Linked DNA regions of Mus musculus: region 1 is linked to region 2. The links are chromatin contacts, called in public HiChIP or PLAC-seq maps. All regions are on one chromosome and are shown on one strand. Each heading gives the region's core, a stretch centred on a gene start, on an enhancer-like site or on the middle of the called end of the contact. The rest is flanking DNA. Distances are from core to core; before and after follow the strand shown. Region 1 has its middle 5.4 kb from the start of Gm26002. Region 2 overlaps Nrp1 (neuropilin 1).

What was found. HiChIP or PLAC-seq counts read pairs in DNA pulled down with a chosen protein or histone mark.
Region 1: a contact with region 2 is called in a BATF HiChIP or PLAC-seq map of CD8 T cells, with 7 read pairs. The contact joins two enhancer-like sites. A contact is called at or near these places in 2 of 39 promoter capture datasets (the 3T3-L1 cell line and the HPC-7 cell line) and 2 of 115 datasets of contacts at active chromatin or transcription factors (CD8 T cells and bone marrow-derived macrophages).

Annotation. Positions count from the first base shown.
Region 1 is chr8:128,644,243-128,646,942 of GRCm38.p6, reverse strand. No RefSeq gene overlaps it. Among named protein-coding and RNA genes, the nearest start is that of Gm26002, 5.4 kb to the left of the region's middle. Within about 2 kb of position 1,277, at least 25 of the 459 cell types and tissues checked have an H3K27ac peak or open chromatin away from gene starts, as enhancers often do. A contact at or near this core is called in CD8 T cells, where this site is marked.
Region 2 is chr8:128,487,392-128,490,091 of GRCm38.p6, reverse strand. It overlaps Nrp1 (neuropilin 1), which reads right to left. Exons shown (of 17, transcript NM_008737.2): 12 at 2,136-2,195. It overlaps Gm32643 (a long non-coding RNA gene), which reads left to right. Exons shown (of 7, transcript XR_003947627.1): 1 at 1-1,719. Among named protein-coding and RNA genes, the nearest start is that of Gm32643, 4.2 kb to the left of the region's middle. Within about 2 kb of position 1,386, at least 62 of the 459 cell types and tissues checked have an H3K27ac peak or open chromatin away from gene starts, as enhancers often do. A contact at or near this core is called in CD8 T cells, where this site is marked.

The sequences.
Region 1 (2,700 bases), core at 28-2,527, 160 kb before region 2:
AGTCATGACAGGCCGAAACCTCGACTCCATCAGAACCCCCTCCATGCCTGGTCCTGAGTTTGAAATCCAGCATTTGTCTTAATCAAATTTAGACATAGTCATGCATTCTTACTTCCTAGATGTCAGTTCTTTTCCTAGGGCTGGGAAATTGGAAGGGATTCCTGAGGACATGTATTGGGATAAATGTCTTCTCCTGGAAGCAGGACTGAACCCATAGAGATTGCCTCAAGGCCTGGTTCCATGCAGCTGGCCTGTACTCTGAAGGAAGTGGTCAGCCAGGGGTGGAATGACGTCAGGGACAGCTGAGTGTCTGCCACCAACGAGCTTAGGAGAGTTTAGTATGAGGGTGTGAGCTTAGCTCAAGAGGAAAGTGAGCAAGTGGTATTGGTGTTTATCCGCCGAACACTGCGTCTCAATGTCTTGTTAGCCCCTACCTGTTTTCTGAGAACTTTCCCACTCAGTAGATTACCTGCTAGCTTAAATGCTATAGCAGAAAAATCCCATGCCCAGCTTCTCAGCAAGGAAAGCTCCCTCACTAATCTCCGGGTCACTGTCCAATTGTTATGGGTACACAGTCTCCTATGAAGTGACTCTGGGACCTGGAATTCTTCCACCTTGGGCTTTGCCAGCTTTGGGGTCTGGAGGCTCTCCAGTAGATGATTCTAGAAGGGGTATCCATTTCACTAGAAATATCTCATTGGAACTCAGGGATGAAGCTTCATGTAGTTAGAGTGCAGGCATTGTGGTCTTTCTGGGTGCCCAAGAGGAAGACAAACTGGTTTGAAGAAACAGTTAAGGAAAGCACATGGGGGGGTAAACACCATCCAAGTGAGAAGCCAGGAATGTCCCCACACTGTGAGGAAGGCAGCTTTTTAGCCAAGCAGTGGTTTTTACAACCTTTAAACAAATTATTTAAAGAATTCTTTTTACATCTCCATCATAACCCGCCTACTCTCAGTCCCCTCTCACACATTCTCTCCCCCATCACCATCCCTTTTTCCTCTGAGGCCCCCCTCTAGGTGCCAACCCAACATGACACCTCAAGTCACTGAAGGACGAGGCACAGGAAGTCTTGTGGAAGAGTTGGGGTAAAGATTAGGGATTTTCCAATCTTACTAGGAGGAACTGCCAATCCTAATACAAGACAGTTCAGCCCTCACTCATTGCTCCCTCTTGCTGCTCATGACCTAGCTTGTCTTCTCTGCTTCAGGCATTACATGCTCTGCAGTAGAGTTACTGGCTGTTCTTTCAATGTATCACACATACATTCACACCTCTAGGCTTTTGCAAATGGCATTTCCTGTATGAAACACCTCTCCTCCTCACCCTGCCCCCTGCAGCAGCCAGTATACTTACCTCTTTTCTGTGGACCTGGCCTAAACTTCCTCCCTGGACAAAGTTCATCACTACTAATGGGTTTTCAGTTGTTGTGTTATATCTTTTCTGTTTGCTTTCCTTATGTTTGCTTGTATGATTCTAGGCTGTGCTAAAACATGTCAAGGTAAGTAACTAAATGAGATAGGTATTTATAAGTCCTTAAATATACCAATGTCTAACTAAAGAGCCAAGCCAGATATCAGCCAAAAATTTACAACATAGTAAACCATGTAATTCCAACTCTTGAGCACCTGAGTCAGGAGGATTGTCTCAAGTTTGAGGTTAATTTGGGATACAGAGTAAAGTTCTGTCTCAAAACAAAGCAAACCCTCAGTTAAACAAATTATTTAAGTCAGTTGTAGTGGCACATAACTTTGAATGTGAGCATTTGGAAGACAGGAGGATCTTAGAGTTCAATGCCAACCTGATGTACAGAGAGAGTTTCAGGAGAGAGAAACTGCATCTTGAAAAAATTTATTTTGATTTATGTATGTGAGAGTTTTGCCTGCATGTATATGCATACCATATGAGTGTCTGACAGAGGCCACAAGAGGGTGTTGGCTACCCTGGAACTGGAGTTAACATATGGTTGTGAGCTGCGATGTGGATGCTGAGAACTGAATCCAGGTCCTGTGCAAGTGTATTAAATGTTCTTAACCACATAGTCATCTCTTTAGGTGTGCAAATACAAACATTCTCAACATACTTTGTAAAAAAAATGTTTTATTTTTGTGTTGCTTTTGTGTAGCATGTAGATCTGCTTACCTTTGCCTCCCAAGTGCTAGCATTAAAGGAATGTGCCATAATGCATTATTTCCTAAGCATGTTTTTTATTCCATGTGGTTGCTGGGATTTGAACTCAGGACCTACAATCGGTGCTCTTAACCACTAAGCCAAATCCTGTCAGGAGGTGGAGGCAGGAGGATCAGAAGATTAAGTTTGGCCAGTAAGATGGCTCAGTGGGTAAAGGGTATTTACTGATGAGTTGGAACCCTGGGACCCATGTGGTGGAGGTATGAGAACTGATTCCTCAGAGTTGTCCTCTGACTTTCACAAGTGCTTGGTGATATGAGCCCTGTCTGCTTCATTACATAAATCAATGTAAAATAGTTTTAAAAATAAAAAAAGCTTAGTTACATAGGGAGTTTGAGTCTAGTCTGGGCTGTACAATGCCCTATCTCATAGAGAGAGAGAGAGAGAGAGAGAGAGAGAGAGAGAGAGAGAGAGAGAGAGAGAGAGAGAGAGAGAGAGAGAGACAATATGGAGGGACATAGAAGGCTATTTGAAAATATGTTCTAGATGCACTGAGTCCCTGGATAAATA
Region 2 (2,700 bases), core at 137-2,636:
ACCATCCATCTTGTGTTTTGTGATTGGCTCTCACTGGGGCCTGGAACTTGCCATGTAGGCCAAGCCTGCTAGTCAGTGAGCCATGGCGATCTGCCTGTCTCTATCTCTGAGCATGCTCCATATACTCTGCTTTTGTGTGGATTCTGATGATGGAACTCAGGAATTCATGCTTGCACAGCAGGGGTAAGTGCTTGCATACACTTACTGAGATACCCACTCAGTTCTTAAAACAGAATCTTAAGATTTTGCTTAGTTTGTAACTGCTCAGGTAAACAGAATTTTGATGAAGACATAGGGTCTGTCTGAGGCCATCTGTGAAGTGTGAGAGGCCTGTAATGCATCAAGTTTTAGGTGTGGTCAGCCTCACCTTGAGCTAGACCTCTGTCTGGAAGCACATTCCATCTCTGTGAGGCCCATGCAGTGACCTAACCAGAAGGTTGCAGTGAACAGATAGCTTTTAAAGGTCAACAGTTCATGACCCTCCAGTGAGGAGCTGAAGACCAGATTTATAACTCAGACAATGGAATAAACAGGAAACCATATAGACATTGTCTATCTCTATGATCAGCCAGGCTGTTAGAACCAGTCTTTGTCTAGATGGTGGTAGTAACAAATCTTATGGATTCATGCGCTGTACACCTGCCCTCTGACTTTGGTGAATGCTAAGATTGGGCTGACAGCCCCTTGTTTATAAGACCTTCACAAGCATGACCAAGAGGTCCTGTTGAAAGCAAATGTGTTATCAAAACCTCTCCTGGTGTGGTCACCATGACTCTCACTTTCATGCTTTTTGAAGATAGCCATGCTCGTTTAATAGAGGAGATGAGAGACTAACGAAGCAGTAGAGAGACTACTTCAGGGTGCTTCTAATCACTTCTGGCAAGAAAAGAAACTAGATGAGCAACTAAAATGTACATGGCGTCATCACAACTTCATATACTCCCTTCATCCTCTTCTGATAGAGGGCCAAAGACAGTATATTGAGAGTCATAGTCCTACAGCTTCACCCCCACAGAGAAGCCCCATTTGCAGACCAGGGCCGTCCTCCTGGTAACAGACAGGGAAGAGTAAAATATCTGCAGACAGACACTGTGACTAAAGTCAAATTACAACAGGTATGAGCAGGAACACAGCATTTGGGGGATTTCCTTTGCCTAACGTCTGAGGGGTTTGGGATGCGGGAGCAAGCGTTTTGTCAGCTGAACTCCTGAAAACTGGGGGAAAGTTCCAAAGAAGTTTGTCTTACAGTTTAATTAGGTCAATGGTAACAGTGGCCTTTAAGGAAGCATGCTAATTAGGGAAGTCCTTTCTAGTCCTCTGTGAGGCAGTCAGTGTGGAGGAAACACCGATACACACCACACGGTCCATTAATAAATGACTGCAGAGGCCAAGGCTGAGTGAACTTCAATAAAGGAAATGGAAGAATCTGGGAAGCTGACCCTCTCACCTTCCTCTAATGATTAACTCTAAAGTATTTAAAAAAAAAAAAAAAACCTCTGGTTGCTTATACAACTGCTTCCCTTCATGTGAGTCTGTGGGGAAGAATGTCACAGAATACTAACAGAAAACAAAAGAGGGCAGCCTTTGATAACCCGCACGCACGGTTGGGCGGACAGAGTCCTTGGGTTTTCCTCTGAGCTAAAGGATAAGGGGGATGCTCCCAGGGTGTTTCTCAGCCCGGGCACAGTGTAAACCTTGGTTTCCTGAGCCAGTCTTGTGGTAAGTGCTGTTGTAAAACTGCCAACTCTGTGGCAGGCACAACAGACAAACTTTGCGCTTCTTGATTTTGCAGAATGGTGATGAAAATAAATAGTTAGGCTGTGGCTTGTGAGATTTCTTTCCTTCTTCTAGTTTGCAAACACAGGCCACATCAGAGCTGTGCTGTAATTAAACAAAGTATGTCTCTCAATTCCCTGGGGGGAGGGGGGTAGCTGGGACATGTCATTCAGCAATGACTGATGAGGAAGGGAACCCTGTTCATTGGGGCTTACTGGGTACCAAAAGCATGTGGCTTTTACAGCTTTGCTGTTCTCCTAGGCCTTTAGAGCAACTGAAGCCAGGAAGCTCAGTGATGCTATTTTGGTAAGTGGGATTGGAAGGGGTACATGGAATATAGACACATTAGATTTTGATACCTGATTGGATGGTGCTGTCTATAATGGTTGGCTTCTCTGTGGCCAGGACAGTGGTGCCTCCTGAAAAATAAGAGCAGCGGCATACCAAAATAAGAAAACAGAGGCAGTGTGCAACAATGTTTCAAGCTCACATCTCTAGACATTTCTCACAGAAAACTCTTACTTTAGTTCCTTCCAGGACCAATCACATTTGACTGAATCTTAGTCTATCTAATTCAAACAACATTACCATAAGATTGTTTTAATTTTATGCATGCTATGTTTTGTGTATGTTTACATGTGTGTGAAGATTTGCATTAAGTGTGCAGGAGCATGTGCATGTGGATGTTAGAAGATAATCTGCGGTGTCATGTCAGAAATATCACTTGGCTCCTTTGAAACAGGGTTACACAAGTAGGCTAGATTGGCTGGCTAGTGAGTCCCAGGGACCCATTATCTACCTACAAGCTTGTACTATACTCAGCTTTGTGTGTGTGTGTGTGTGTGTGTGTGTGTGTGTGTGTGTGTGTGTGTATTCTAGGGGCTGACTTCAGGTCCTTAGGCTTGACAGGAAGCCCCTTATCAA